2 separate regions of the Sus scrofa genome follow, and region 2 is linked to region 1. Evidence: chromatin contacts called from public Hi-C data. All regions are on one chromosome and are shown on one strand. Each heading gives the region's core, a stretch centred on a gene start, on an enhancer-like site or on the middle of the called end of the contact. The rest is flanking DNA. Distances are from core to core; before and after follow the strand shown.

What was found. A called contact is a pair of places that touch in the nucleus more often than the background predicts.
Region 2: a contact with region 1 is called in a Hi-C map of omental adipose tissue, with 2.4 times the contacts expected there. The contact joins two enhancer-like sites. A contact is called at or near these places in 8 of 47 Hi-C or Micro-C datasets (embryonic fibroblasts, liver, mesenteric adipose tissue and 4 more) and 1 of 2 datasets of contacts at active chromatin or transcription factors (skeletal muscle).

The regions. Positions count from the first base shown.
Region 1 is chr9:27,184,799-27,192,201 of Sscrofa11.1, forward strand. No RefSeq gene overlaps it. Among named protein-coding and RNA genes, the nearest start is that of ENDOD1, 54 kb to the left of the region's middle. Within about 2 kb of position 3,138, at least 39 of the 83 cell types and tissues checked have an H3K27ac peak or open chromatin away from gene starts, as enhancers often do. A contact at or near this core is called in omental adipose tissue, where this site is marked.
Region 2 is chr9:27,681,971-27,688,424 of Sscrofa11.1, forward strand. No RefSeq gene overlaps it. Among named protein-coding and RNA genes, the nearest start is that of CEP57, 130 kb to the right of the region's middle. Within about 2 kb of position 5,176, at least 1 of the 83 cell types and tissues checked has an H3K27ac peak or open chromatin away from gene starts, as enhancers often do. A contact at or near this core is called in omental adipose tissue, where this site is marked.

The DNA.
Region 1 (7,403 bases), core at 1,888-4,387:
AGAGGGAAGGGAGGAGACTAGAGTTGGACACATTTATTACAAGAAAGGCGACAGGAGTTCCTGCTGTGGCTCAGTAGGTTAAGAACCCGACTAGTATCCATGAAGATGCAAATACTATCCCTGGCCTTGCTCAGTGGGTTAAGGATCTGGCGTTGCCATGAGCTGTGGTGTAGGTCGAAGATGTGGCTTGGACCTGGTGTTGCTGTGGCTGTGGTGTAGGCCGGCGGCTACAACTCTGATTTGACCCCTAGCAGGGGAACTTTCCTATGCCACAGGTGTGGCCCCAAAAAGACAGAAAAAAGGAGGAAAGAAAAGAAAAAAGGGGACAATTTTTTTAAAGGGGGCAATTTTTAAAAAGCTGCCAAAACATACTCATGCTGCCAGTACACCATGCTTCTGCCCTGTGCACCCAAAGTGGGAACCAAGAGTGAATAAGTCCCTGAACCCCCAGGCTTCATTCTACCTTCTCTTTGTCCTTTCTAAATATCTGCAGATTCTGCTTGAGGCTCCCAAAGACCTCTGATGGCCTGTCTCCAGAGGATTTAAGCCTGTGATCACAGAAATCATTTTTGGCTTCAGTTCTAATAGAATTTTCAACAATGAAATGAATACTTTGTGTACTATAGGAAATTTAAAATATGTTATTTCATTCACTCTTCATAATAGCCTGCCAAGATAAAGAATTATTATGTCTATTTTTGTGGAAGATGAATCTGAAGCTCAGACAGGTTAAATAAGTGGTTCAAGGTCACACAGTGAGTGTCAGAACTGGGATTCTGAGCCAGATGGGAGGCTACACACGTTTCACTTGACCATCCTGCCTCAAAGTTACTGAGGTCCAAGGAGTTCCTGTCGTGGCTCAGTGGTTAACAAATCCGACTAGGAACCATGAGGTTGCGGGTTCGGTCCCTGCCCTTGCTCAGTGGGTTGACGATCCAGCATTGCCCTGAGCTGTGGTGCAGGTCACAGACGCGGCTTGGATCCCGCGTTGCTGTGGCTCTGGCGTAGGCCAGTGGTTACAGCTCCTATTCGACCCCTAGCCTGGGAACCCCCACACGCCAAGGGAATTGGCCCAAGAAATGGCAAAAAGAAAAAAAAAATGTTACTGAGGTCCATGAAGTCGGTATATTATTACCCTGGCCTTCCTTTTGGTCGATCCACACAGTCGGGATCCATCAGAGGTTGCAGATTTTGCATGGATCGGTTGCCCAGTGAAGGGCATTTTATTTGTATTTATTGAGTTCAGTCTGTGTGTGTGCGTGTGTCTTGGCATCCATATAGCATACAAGCCTCCTTCAAATATATTAAGCTTTCCATGTGTACTGAGGCATCCGGCAAGAAGTGGTCCATTGCCAGTGCAAATAGAGGAAGAGTGCAGGCAGCCTTGTTGGGGTGGCGGTGTTGGGAGAAGAAGTTTGTGAGGAATGGAGCTGTCAGTGCAGATACCTCACCTATGCCTCCCCCCAGATAACCAGCACCCCCATGTTAGTATTTACCCAAGGAGCCATGCAGTCTCTACTGTGGGTCTGTAGTTCTTTAGCGACCCCAGAGCCATCACCCACTGCCCTGTGCCTTTGGCCGTCATCCTTGGTCTGGGACCGGCTCTATCCTGTGTGGATGCTGCCAAATAGTTCCTCAAAGGCAGGTGGGTGTAGCCCTTATCCACAGCACCCCTGAGGCTCAGGCCTCGTGCAGAGTGGCTGGGAGAGCCCAGGTGCTCCTGGGTCCTGGCAGTGCTCTGAGAGGTGGGTGTGAGCGTTGAGGGAAGGCTGAGCCGCAGGAGGGGAGAGGACCATTCTGGAAGCAACTGCCAACAGAAGGCACTGTCCTCCCAGAACCCCATGAGGAGGCAGAGGGCCCCCCCCCCCCCCCCCCCCCCCCCGTGACACTGTGACCACTGCTACCAGGCAACCAAGGAGATGAGTGAAGGAGAGGGGTGGGAAAATGTTATTGATTGGGGCATATGGAAGAACTTGAGTCAAGCGAGTGCCAGGGACAATGTCAAAATGGCATTGACCCTCCACCCTGGCCGATGGAAAGAAAAAAAAAATTATATACGTATACACAGTTTCTCTTAAACAGCGCTGAGTTAGAGATTCCCCTCTGCCTTTTACCGTCTTAGGGCCAGGCACATAACCTAAGGGCAGGTCATAATTCTCTGGATAAGGCTGTCGGGGAGGAACCCAAGGCTGACACACACCCAGAGCGCTGGAAAAGTTAGCGCCCTTCCCGCCCACCCCTGGGAAGGCTTAGGAAGGCTGCTTTGCTTTCTGCCCAGGCCGAGGAAGAGCTCTCAGGGAGAGTGAGGCTTGGCGATGTCCTCGGAGTCCTCTGCGGGGCGGGCCCTGCCAGGATGAGGGCAGCATCCTCCGGGAGGGCGCGCTACAAAGAGGCATTGTTCCGGGAGAGCTCGCTGCGGGGGCGCTGGCTCCGCCGCAGGCCTGGGTGTGGGCGGGTTTGCTCCCCTCCAACCCCCAGGAGCAAACACAGTGGCCAGCCTCCAGCAGTAGTTTGTTAAAAATCAGGAATGCGGGACAGTGCCAGAGACCGTTTATTTTCCCTTGGGGTGGGCCGGAGAGAAAGCCGCTCCCTTTCTTGGGAGGGATCCAGTCTGTCCCGCCTTGCGAGGTGGCTGACCCAGTTCCCGAGGTTCCCAGGGAGGCGGCCAGGTGACCGCACCGCCCCTTGCTCTGGGCGACTGCGTGCCTTTCCCAGTCCCACGCAGCCTGCTTTTTCCCGCGCCGAGAAGAGATGCGATGACTCCCGGGCCCGAAGCCGGGATAAACTTAACCCACTCTCACTCCACGCTAGTGTAAGGAGATGGAGCGGTGCTCGGTCTCGAAAGCGGGCGATTGTGCAGCTGCGGAGGACACACACACACAGACACACACACACACACGCACGCACACGATTCCCATCGGCAAGGAAACCCGGCGCCTCCTTTGGCCACTCCCCAAGCCCCATGAGGGCGGTGGTGGAAGGAGCTACTTTTCTAGGAAGAGGGCTGCTGGGTCGGTAGCCCTCAATTCTCTATTTGGGGGTTGTCCGCTGCTCGGGGGCACCCCCTCCAAGGCTCTAAGGAGGAAAGGACCAGGGTTTAAGGAGCTTTTCTTCACCTTTATCGCTGTCTGCCGCGCCCGCCTCCAGATGGCGCTCCCCGTGAGGGCAGCGGGTCGAGTCCGACGGCGAAGGCTCCAGTCTGGGGTTCGGCCTGCGCGGGAGGAGCTGCGCGTCCGAACACGGCTGCCCCCACCACCCTAGACACCCACCCGGCCCCTGCATCTCTGTGCCACTCGGCGCCGGGGGGTGAGGGGTGGGGAGGGGCGGAATGAACCCAAAGAAATAGGCAAAGGCCAAGGGGCACTGCCAGGCTCCTTCCCGGTGGCCGGATCGCGTCCTTCCTCCCCTTCCAAGGGCTGGGAGAATTTGAGGGTCAGAGGGAAGACTTGGTGTCTTTCCAGAAAGTTGCACTCTCATCTCCCCAATTCTGCATTGCCCTCTGGGCCTCTTTGGACTCTCTGAACCCCCTGGTGGGATCCGATCCCAGTCCAGGAAGTCAGGTGGCCTGCGGGAGGGCAGCGCTCAGCTTAGGGGGTCGGGGCCCCGCTCGCCCTCTCGCGACCCTACCCAGGGCCCCCGCGTGTGGAACCCGCACATCCCCGACGGCCTCGCTCGGATGACCCTCCTGGGAAAGGCTGGGCGAATCTAACCACGCGGATTGTCATTTATTAATGGACACCAAGAAAGGGAAGCTGGGGTCCGCGCCTGTGAGTGCCTCTGTGGGTGCCTCCCCTCCCTGCAGGCAGGCCCCAAGGGGAGGCCAGAGCAGGCAAAGCTTCTGTGAGCTCAGAGCAGGGGAGTTAAAGGAATCAAAGGTATGGGGACATCAGCCTCGGACAGCCTGTTAACCCATCTCACTGTGATCAAATATTTACATGAGCTTCCTAAGGCTCGCCCTTACCTAGACCTGCGTCTCCCCTTTTTAGCGAGATGGGGCGCATCGCAGATGCAAGCACGCCGCTTACAGTGTAGTCCAGCCGTTCTTGGCCTATCGGCTTATCGGCCAATTTCACAGGTTCGCCGGCAGAGGGCAACCTTATTCCAAGTTCTCGGGCGCCTTTAGGATCCGCTCCTCTTTCCACCCAACTGGCGAGGTGAGACTAAGTCTTCCCTGTTTGCAGTCGTTCCTTGCTCATCTAGCGTCCCCCGGAAGATCCAAGCCGCCCCCTCACTTGCGGAAAGTCCTAGGGAAGAGCGGCCCTGGGCATCGTGTCTCTAGCACAGCCAGTGTGAGCTGGCTCTGTCCGGGTGGCTGTCCTTTTATTCCTCCTCCTGAGAACTGTTTGCTTTTTAAGGAAGCATGGGCGCCTGCAGGGAGACAGAGAGAGGGGAGGATGGCTGGGCAGCCTCTGAGACAGGCTGAGGGGAGGTTTTCCCTGTTTTGTGAGATCTCTTCAGTTTGCACTTCAGTTAGCGTGCGGCAGCCTCTGCTCTGTGTCAGGCACTCGGTTGAGCGTTTTCCTTAGAGGCACAAGCCCTGGGCTTGGAGCCGCATGCAGCGGGCTTCTGGCTCTGCCTCTGAATTTCTTCTTATAGCAGCACATCTTGTTCATAGCGTTTCCCACTATGCAATTAAATGCTAGTGTAGTCGTTTCATCCATTCAGGACATATTTCTACGTGCCAATATATGACCCCTTGCTGAGCTTGTAGTCAGACAATAGGCAGTAAATGTAATAACGAGAGCATGTCTGTTGGGAGGGGGCCGATTGTACAGAGCCTTGCAGACATTTTATGGGCTTTAATGTGAAAGAAATGGGGAGCCAGGCCTGGGTTTTGCCAGACAGCTGGGTGCTGACTCTTTACAAGGATCACACTTGGCTGCGAATAGGAGATAACAGCAAAACCGGGGCCACGGAGGTGATCCAGGGAGGTTCTCTCTGGCCAGGGGTGGTGCTGGAACTGGTGAGAAGTGCTCCGATTCTGGATATGGTTTTCAAAGTAGGAGAAAAAAGATAGAGTTGCTGCTGAATGAGACTGGAAGATGGTGGAGAAGAGCTGAATTTTGGACCTATCCAGTGTGGAGTGTCTATTAGAAAAGCTAGTGGACAGGTCGGCTAGGCAGACACTCGTGTGTTGGGAGGGCTGAGCTGGAGACAGAAAGGCAGGGCTGGGAGTTCCCGTCGTGGCGCAGTGGTTAACGAATCCGACTAGGAACCATGAGGTTGCAGGTCCGATCCCTGGCCTTGCTCAGTGGGTTAAGAATCCGGCGTTGCCGTGAGCTGTGGTGTAGGTTGTAGATGCAGCTCGGATCCCGCATTGCTGTGGCTCTGGCGTAGGCCGGCAGCTACAGCTCTGATTGGACCCCTAGCCTGGGAACCTCCATAGGCCGCAGGTGTGGCCCTAAAAAAAAAAAAAAAAAAGAAATGGAGGACTGTGCCGAAAGCTGTGAGGTTGGAAAGATCACCGAGGGATGCGTGGGACTCAAGAGTCTAAGCACTGAGCCTGGGGTACCATCACACACATCTAAAGGGAGCCTATTCTCCCTGCCTGGCTCCAGCTCCCATGATCCTCTCTGGCCCACAGCTCAGCCACAGGACCTGCTCAGAGAGCATCTGTTAAATGGACAAGCTTACCTCTGGCTCCTGTTTGCATCACACAAAATGGCCATAAACATGGGACTCACCTCATAAGGTTGTTGTCAGGAAAATTTAAACGAGGCAATGAAAGTGAAAATGCCTTACAAGCAGTAGGCACTCAGCGTACTTTAGAAATGCAGTTTTGATCATCTGATTTTCTTCTCTTGTGTGTAACTCAGGTTTATATGAATTTACAGCTTATATTTCTTTCTTTCTTTTACGGGCCCACCTGTGGCATATGGAAGTTCCCAAGCCAGGGGTTGAATCACAGCTGCAGCTGCAGCTGAAGCTGCAGGCCTAGGCCATGACCACAGCAACACCAGATCCGAGCCGCATCTGCCACCTGATCCTAAACTCAGTGAGCCAGGTCGGGGACCGAACCTGAATCTTCACAGAAACGGTGCCAGGTCCTTAACCTGCTGAGCCACAGTAGAAACTCCTGCAGCTTATATTTCTTAAAAGTATCTTCACAATTAATTCCTTATGCCTGCAGGGTAAACAGTCACTACTTAGTCCCCGTGATGCTTCTCATACCTCTGTCACAACAATGGACAGTTTCCTGTGTGTTTGACTTAGGCCACTGTGAGGTTGCGATTGCCTTTAGGAAAGCTTTTTATTTTTTTCATGTCTTTGTATCTGATGTGGTGTTTGCTTCATAAACACATATATGAGTGAGTGACTCATCAATAATCACTGTCACAGCGATTTTTTTTTCTTTTTATGGCTGCTCCTGTGGTATAGTTCCTGGACTAGGGTTCAAATCAGATCTATAGCTGCTGGCCTGTGCCACAGCCCCAGCAACACTGGATCTGAGCTGCATCTGTGACCTACACTGCAGCTTGCGGCAATGCTTGATCCTTAACCCACTGAATGAGGCCAGGGATCAAACCCACATCCTCAGGGACGCGATGTTGGCCTCTTAACCCCCGAGCCACAACGGGAATTCCTATCAAAGTGATTTATGGATATCAAAAACTATTTCAAAGATGAGAAAATAGATTCACAGAGGTGGCTGCCAAAGTCACCCAGCTAATGAAATATTGAAGTCAGAGCTCCAGAGAGGCAGTGAGGCTGTGCCTTAAGAAATCTCTTGGCAACTAACTGGTGAAGCCCAGTCCTCCATGCTGCCCTTGCCTTGTCTTTTCAGTGCCAACCAGGGTCTTTGAACTCTCCCTCAAACGATCCTGCAGGTGGCAACAGAGGCCATGGAAAGGGGCACCATCCCAGACAGCCCCCGTCTGAGGGTGTGTGGAAGGAAGGCAGAGCTTTCTTTTCCTGGGGGTGGGGCAAGGTGACTTGAAGAAATCCAGGCAAGAGAGAGCATCTGATGTCTCCATCATGTGTAAGTAAGAAATTCGCTAGACATTTGCAGTGTTAGCACTAGTCATAACATGACATGAAAAAAGGAAAAAAACAAATGAAAATAAAAGGATATCAAATAACAAAATGAAACCTTATGTTTGGATAGGAAAGCCGTTTCATCAGTCCCAAGTCACAGTTAGGAGGGGAGGGCCAGTCTCAGGCCACTGCCCCATGCGGTCTGCAGAGCAGGCTTCTGCCTGGGGGCTGAGCACAGAGGAACCAGATGTAGGTCGGGTACATTTGACGTGACCCAGAGGCTCTTCGGTCAAGGGTGGATGGCCATCTGGAGAGTCAGAGCTTCTGGCTCGTGGGGCTGTGTCCCCAGCTCTTCCCTAAAAAACAATTATCAACAGCTGATTAAAAAGCAGAGGAGGAGTTCCCTGGTGGCTCAGTGGGTTAAGGAC
Region 2 (6,454 bases), core at 3,926-6,425, 500 kb after region 1:
TATCAATCTTCTTAAATCTTTGAAGACTTGTTTTGTGGCTAAATATGCAATCTATTCTGGAGAATGTTCCATGTGCACTTGAGAAGAATATACAGTTGATCCTTGAATGGTCACACAGTTGAAAATCTGCATATAATTTATAGTTGTTCCTTGAACTCCATGGTTCCTCCTTACCCACAGTTCCACTTCCACCGATCAGCCAGCTGTGTATCATGTAGTACCATAGCATTTAGTATTGAAAAAAGTTCATGTATACGTGGGGTCACACAGTTTGAACCCCTGTTGTTCAAATGCTGGCTATATTTTTCTGCTGTTGGTAGAATGCTCTGATTATGTCTGCGAGGCCCGTTTCACATATGGTGTTCTTCAAGTGCACTATTACTTTATTGACTTTCTGTCTGGAAATTCTATTCATCATTGAAAGTGGTGGATTTAAGTCTTCTACTCTTATTATATTACTATTTCTCCTGCGGTTCTTTAATGTCTGTTTTCTATATTTAGGTAGTCTGATGCTGGGTGAATGCATATATATTTATTAGTTATATCTTACTAGTGAATTGATTCTTTTATCATTATATAGTTCCTTTTTTGCTTGTCTTTTTGTTTGTGTCTTAAAGTCTATTTTGTCTGCTATAACCTCGTCTCTCTTAGTTACCATTTACATGAGATATCTTTTTTGCATCTTTTATTTTCAGCCTATGTGTGTGATACTTAAAACTAAAATGAGTCTCTTATAGACTGCTCATAGCTGAATATTGTGGATTTTTAATGCATTCAGCCCCTCCATGCCTTTTGATTGAGGAGTTTGTAGCTCTTTTGTTCCTCTTTTCCTCTTTTTCTGCCTTCCTTTTTATTTTATTTAATTTTCTGTTATGATATGCTTTGATTCCTTTGTTTTATTTATTTATTTATTTATTTATTTATTTATTTATTTTGTCTTTTTAGGACCACACCCAGAGCACTTGGAGGTTCCCAGGCCAGGGGTCCAATTAGAGCTTCAGCTGATGGCCTACACCACAGACACAGCAATGCAGGATCTGAGCTGCACTTGAGACCCACACCACAGCTCATGGCAATGCCAGATTCCCAACCCACTGAGCAAGGCCATGGATGGAACCCACGTCTTCATGGGTACCAGTCGGGTTCGTTAACTGCTGAATCAGGATGGGAACTCTCCTTTCTCATTTTTGTGTGTGTGTAACTAATAGACTAAGAGAGATGGATGTTTTTACTGCTGTGCAGAAACAAACACAGAGAGTCAAGGAAAATGAAGAAACAGGGAACCATGCCTCAAACAGAGAAGTAAGATAAATCACCAGAAACCCTCCCTACAAATAAGGAGATATATGAGTTACCTAACAGAGAATGCAAAATTCTTAATAAACTAAAGATAAGAAAAGAAGATAATCATGAACTCAGGAGGAAAAAAGGGTAACAGAGGAAGAATTTCAACAAAGAGCAGAAAGTATAAAAAAAGAACCAGAAATCTTGGCCCTGAAGAATACAATAACTGAACTGAAAAATTCAATAGAGGAGTTCAGCAGCAGGCTCTCTCAAGCAGAAGAATGAATCAGTATATTTGACAAGATTTGAAATAATCCAGACAGAGAAATGGAATAAAAGAATGAAATGGAGTGAAGAAAGCTAAAGGGACTTATGAAACCTTACCAGTTAAACAAATATATGCACTATGGATATCCTAGAAGAGACGAAGAGTGAGCCAGAAAGCTTACACAAAGAAATAATAGCCAAAAACTTTCCAAGTATGGGGAAGGAAATGGATGCCAGGTCCAGGAAGCCCAAAGGATTCCAAAAAAGACGAAACAAAAAATCTATACTGGGACACATTATAATCAAACTGTCAAAATTCAAAGACAAAGAATTTTTAAAGCAGAAGTAGAAAAGCAATATATGATATAGAGGGGAAATGCCCACAAAACTACCAGCACTTTTCTCAGCAGAAATCTTGCTGGCCAGAAGATATTACATAATATATTCAAAATATTGAAAGGAAAATACCCCCAAGAATACTACACCAGGAAAATTATCCTTCAAAAATGAAGGAGCAATAAAGACTTTCCCAGACAAACAAAAGCTGAGGGAATTCATCAGCACTAGAAATGACTTATAAGAAATGTTAACGGGAGTTTAAAGTTGAAACAAAAGTATACTTAACAGAAATGTGAAGCATGTGAAAGTATAAAAGTCATTGTTAAAGGTAAATTTATATATGTGTGTGTGTATTTATATACTATGATACTATAATGGCCATGCATAAATCACTTTTACTTCTAGTATAAAAGTTAAAGAGAAAATTATTTAAAATAACTATAAGTATAAAAATATATTAATGGATACACAATTTGAAAAGATGTCAGCTGTGACATTAATAACATAAAGAAAGCAGAGGAAATAAAAGTATAGGGTTGCTTATGCCATTGAAGTTAAATTATCAGCTTAAAATAGACTATTAGCTATAAGATGTTTTATGTAAGTCCATGGTAACCACAAAGGAAATATCTCTTTTTAAGAGAAGCTTGTATTTAATAACCTGAAAATTATGTTTTTCCATCTTTGAATTCATATACTATTTACTGCCCTGAGTCCCTATAACTTGGCATTTATAACATAGTCCTCTTATTTATTTCTTACTGATATTCCATCTGGTCACTATAAGCTTCCTAAGAGCAGAACAATGTCTTACATGTTTCTATACACCTTAGCTCCACATGAATTGTCTTAGTAGTCATTTGCTCTGGTTAGACCTTATAGGTCAAGAGGAATGACGTTTTGCTCAAAGCAAAGCTTAAGAAAATGAAATTAATTATAAAAGTACATGTGTCTGGGTGATGGAAAACTGCTGAAGTCTCACTGCCAAGCCTTTTCTTATCTTTTTTCAAGAGTTTAAAAATTCCATAATACAGGCTGATATGAAAAAAGGAGGTGAACAAATGGGATGCCCTCTGAAATTTGCCCTGGAAAGTTATAAGCATTAGTATCCACAACTGAGAGCTATAAGTAGAGAATAGTCATGAGGAAATGGAAAAAACGTTTTCTTTTCTTTTTTCAAGAGTTTAAAATATCTTTTACTATTGCTCTCTTCCCAACAGAATACTCCTGGTCCAATAGTTCAGACTTAATAAAACTTTATTTTTTTTAATTTATTTTTCTCTTTTTAGGCCCACACTTGCAGCATATGGAGGTTCCCAGGCTAGGGGTCGAATCAGAGCTGTAGCTGCTGGCCTACACCACAGCCACAGCCACATAGGATCCGAACCGCAGTTGCAAACTACATCACAGCTGATGGCAGTGCTGGATCCTTAACCCACTGAGGGACACCGGGGGTTGAGCCTGCATCCTCACGAGTGCTAGTCAGACTCGTTTCTGCTGAGCCACGACGGGGGAACTTCTGGGAAGTCCTTCTTGATCTGCCCACAGCACCATATATATTCTCTATCAGAGCAGATAGAACATCTTCTTCAAAATAATAATGTATTCAGTTGTTGGCTCCATTAAATCAGAACTGTATCTGTCTTACTGTTGAATCCCCAATGCTCAGCCTATTGAGGCATTTAATTAATATTTGCTGAATAAGTGATATCTTGTGTTTTTTCTTCCCTCTGCAACATAGACTGTTTTTCTCTTGCTACCAACTGACTTAAACTTTTCATTCTTTCTCCCTACTTTTTACTGACCTCCTGGTATCTACTACTTTATAGCATCTACTCTGTCAGTATTCCGATTCTTACTCTTTTTTCTTGCAACTTCCACAGTCTCCATTGGCCCTGGTCCTTCCTCATGACTATTCTCTATTTACAGCTCTCAGTTGTGGATACTAATTCTTATAACTTTCCAGGGCAAATTTCAAAGAGCACCCCATTTGTTCACCTCCTTTTTTCATATCGGCCTGTATTATGGAATTTTCTAGGCTGTGGCAGGGCAGAGTTACAAAGCTATACATAGCCGTGGATATGGCTGTCTAAACCCCTTCTTTATCAGGAGGCATATTTTCTTAGAAAGCATTAGAGGTGTATCAGTCATTAAAGCTGAAGTCTGTCTTATAATTAATTATGAAAAATAACGCTAGTATATTTTTTGCTAGTTGGTGTCCAAAAATACAAAATCCGAGGCACACAAAAATCAGATGTTTTACCCTCACACTGTACCCTATAGAGGCAAAGCAAAACAAGTACTGCCTTCCTTTCAGCAACTGAGGAAACTAGCACAGAGTGTTTGATTGACTAGCCGAAGATCGCACAGTCAGTCAGAAACCTGTTTACCATGACAGGGGTCTCAATCCTGAGGTCTTGCCAGCTGGGCCTCTTCCATGTTCTTGGTCAAGTCCTCTTTCACTTGTTGATATTCAGACTACCTTATTCAAGCAAGCCTCAGAAGAGGTCTGTTATCATACCTTTTATGGAGAGGATGAGGAAGAAATTGGAAGAACAGAGTTTACTGATTGAGACTCTTAAAAGTTTGACTTGAAATTTCCATGGTTAGCCTCAAGTAATACAATTCAATCCTTCCCACTCTCTCCACTCTCAATAATAAATAACCAAGTCTATTAAGATTGAATAGAAATTTCTCTGCATTTATTTTACTTTTGACCATGAAAAATCTCATTGGGGTGTTGCCATGGAGACCATGATGTCATGAGCAACACAGTGTACTGCACTGAAACCCCAGAGAATCAAAGATAGGGTTTGGTGGAAGCCTTTTCTGGGCAAGTTTATTGCACTTAATAAGAAAATGGAAAGTTGAGAGAAAAATATTAGAAAATATTTTTTAGAAAAATATGTCTAAACATTGCATGATGCTGGGGATCAGTTGATGTGGTCACTGAAAACTTCACAAAGGAAAGTGCCTTTATGGTTTAAACACACTAAGGGATCAGAGTAAGGGGGTGAACAGAGTATGTGACCAAGCTGGTTGTGCTTTGGACAGACTGTTCCCAAGATGAGAGTAGGATATTTTGGTCATATTGAAAATTCACTGTGAAATTAAATGGAAATAAGAAACTCTTAGACTAAATAAATTAGCATGGGTATTGCTTAGTAGAGCTTTGTACACACTCAGGACAACAACTCTGTTCTTCTTCAATGTCAAGTGTTGTACACTGTTCCATGGGCTCTCCGGTTCCAATTCCCTTCCTTTATATGCAGTCTTTCCCACCTAGACTATTTTCTGGCTCATCATCAGAGGTCTTTTTTTTTTCTTCTTCTTCTTCAGTCTTACAGACCACAACTTTCCAGAGGAGGAAGAAGAAAAAACAATACTAAAGGGAAAAGAAGGACAAAAAATAAAGGGAACCGAGGTCAGACCAATGGGAGTGACGGGATTGAAAAGCCTCAGGTTTGAGTATTGAAATAGGTGTTGTAAATGATAGACACATTTGATGAGCAGGTATGTACATGTCAAAGAATCAGCATGTTCTTGATCAAGTCTGAGATTCTTTTGGATGTGGAGTGCTGCCAACTTTCAATGTAAGAGTTTCAACATCTGAATTCCTGAAATTCTACATGGGAGGGATTTTAAAATATATGAGAAGATTTGCTGTAATAAAGAACTGTCTCTGTGAAGACATGTTCATTTCTTACCAGTTTTTTCCTTAGATGAAATTCACATAATATAAGGTGAATCGTTTTTAAATGAACAATTCAGTGGCATTTAATGCATTCTCAATGTTGTGTAAACACTACCTCTACTTAGTTCCAAAACATTTTTATCACACCAAAATAAAGCCTTGTACCCATTAAGCTATTACTCCCCAATCCTCCCTTCCTCTAGCACCAGGCAACCACCAGTCTGCTTTCTGTTTCTATGAATTTAGCTTTTCTAGATATTTCACATAAATGGAAACACACAATATGATATGTAACCTTTTGGGTCCGGATTCTTTCACTGAGCATAATGTTTTCAAGATTAATCTCATTCTAGCAGGTATCAATACTTCATTCTTTTTATGGCCAAATAATATTCCATTGTATGTATAAACCACAATTTGCTTTCCATTCATCCACTGATTAACATTTGGGTTATTCCACCTTTTGGCTCTTGTGAATAGGGCTGTTATGAACATTCACGTACAAGTATTTATTTGAGTACCCGCTTTCAATTATTTTGGTTATATACCTAAGTGTGGAATTGTTGGGTCTATGTTTAACTTTTTGAGAAATTGCAAAACTATTTTTCACAGTGATTGAACCATTTTACATTCCCATCAGCAATGTATGAGGATGCCTATTTCTCCACGACCTCACCAATACCTGTGATCTTCTATTTTTTTATAGCCATCCAAGTGGGTGTGGAGTGGTAAGACATTGTAGTTTTTATTTGCATATCCCTAATGAATATGTTGAGCATATTTTCACATATTTGTTAACCATTTATATATCTTCCTTGGGAAAAATACCCTATTCTTATATTTTGCTCATATATAAAGTGTTTTTTGTCT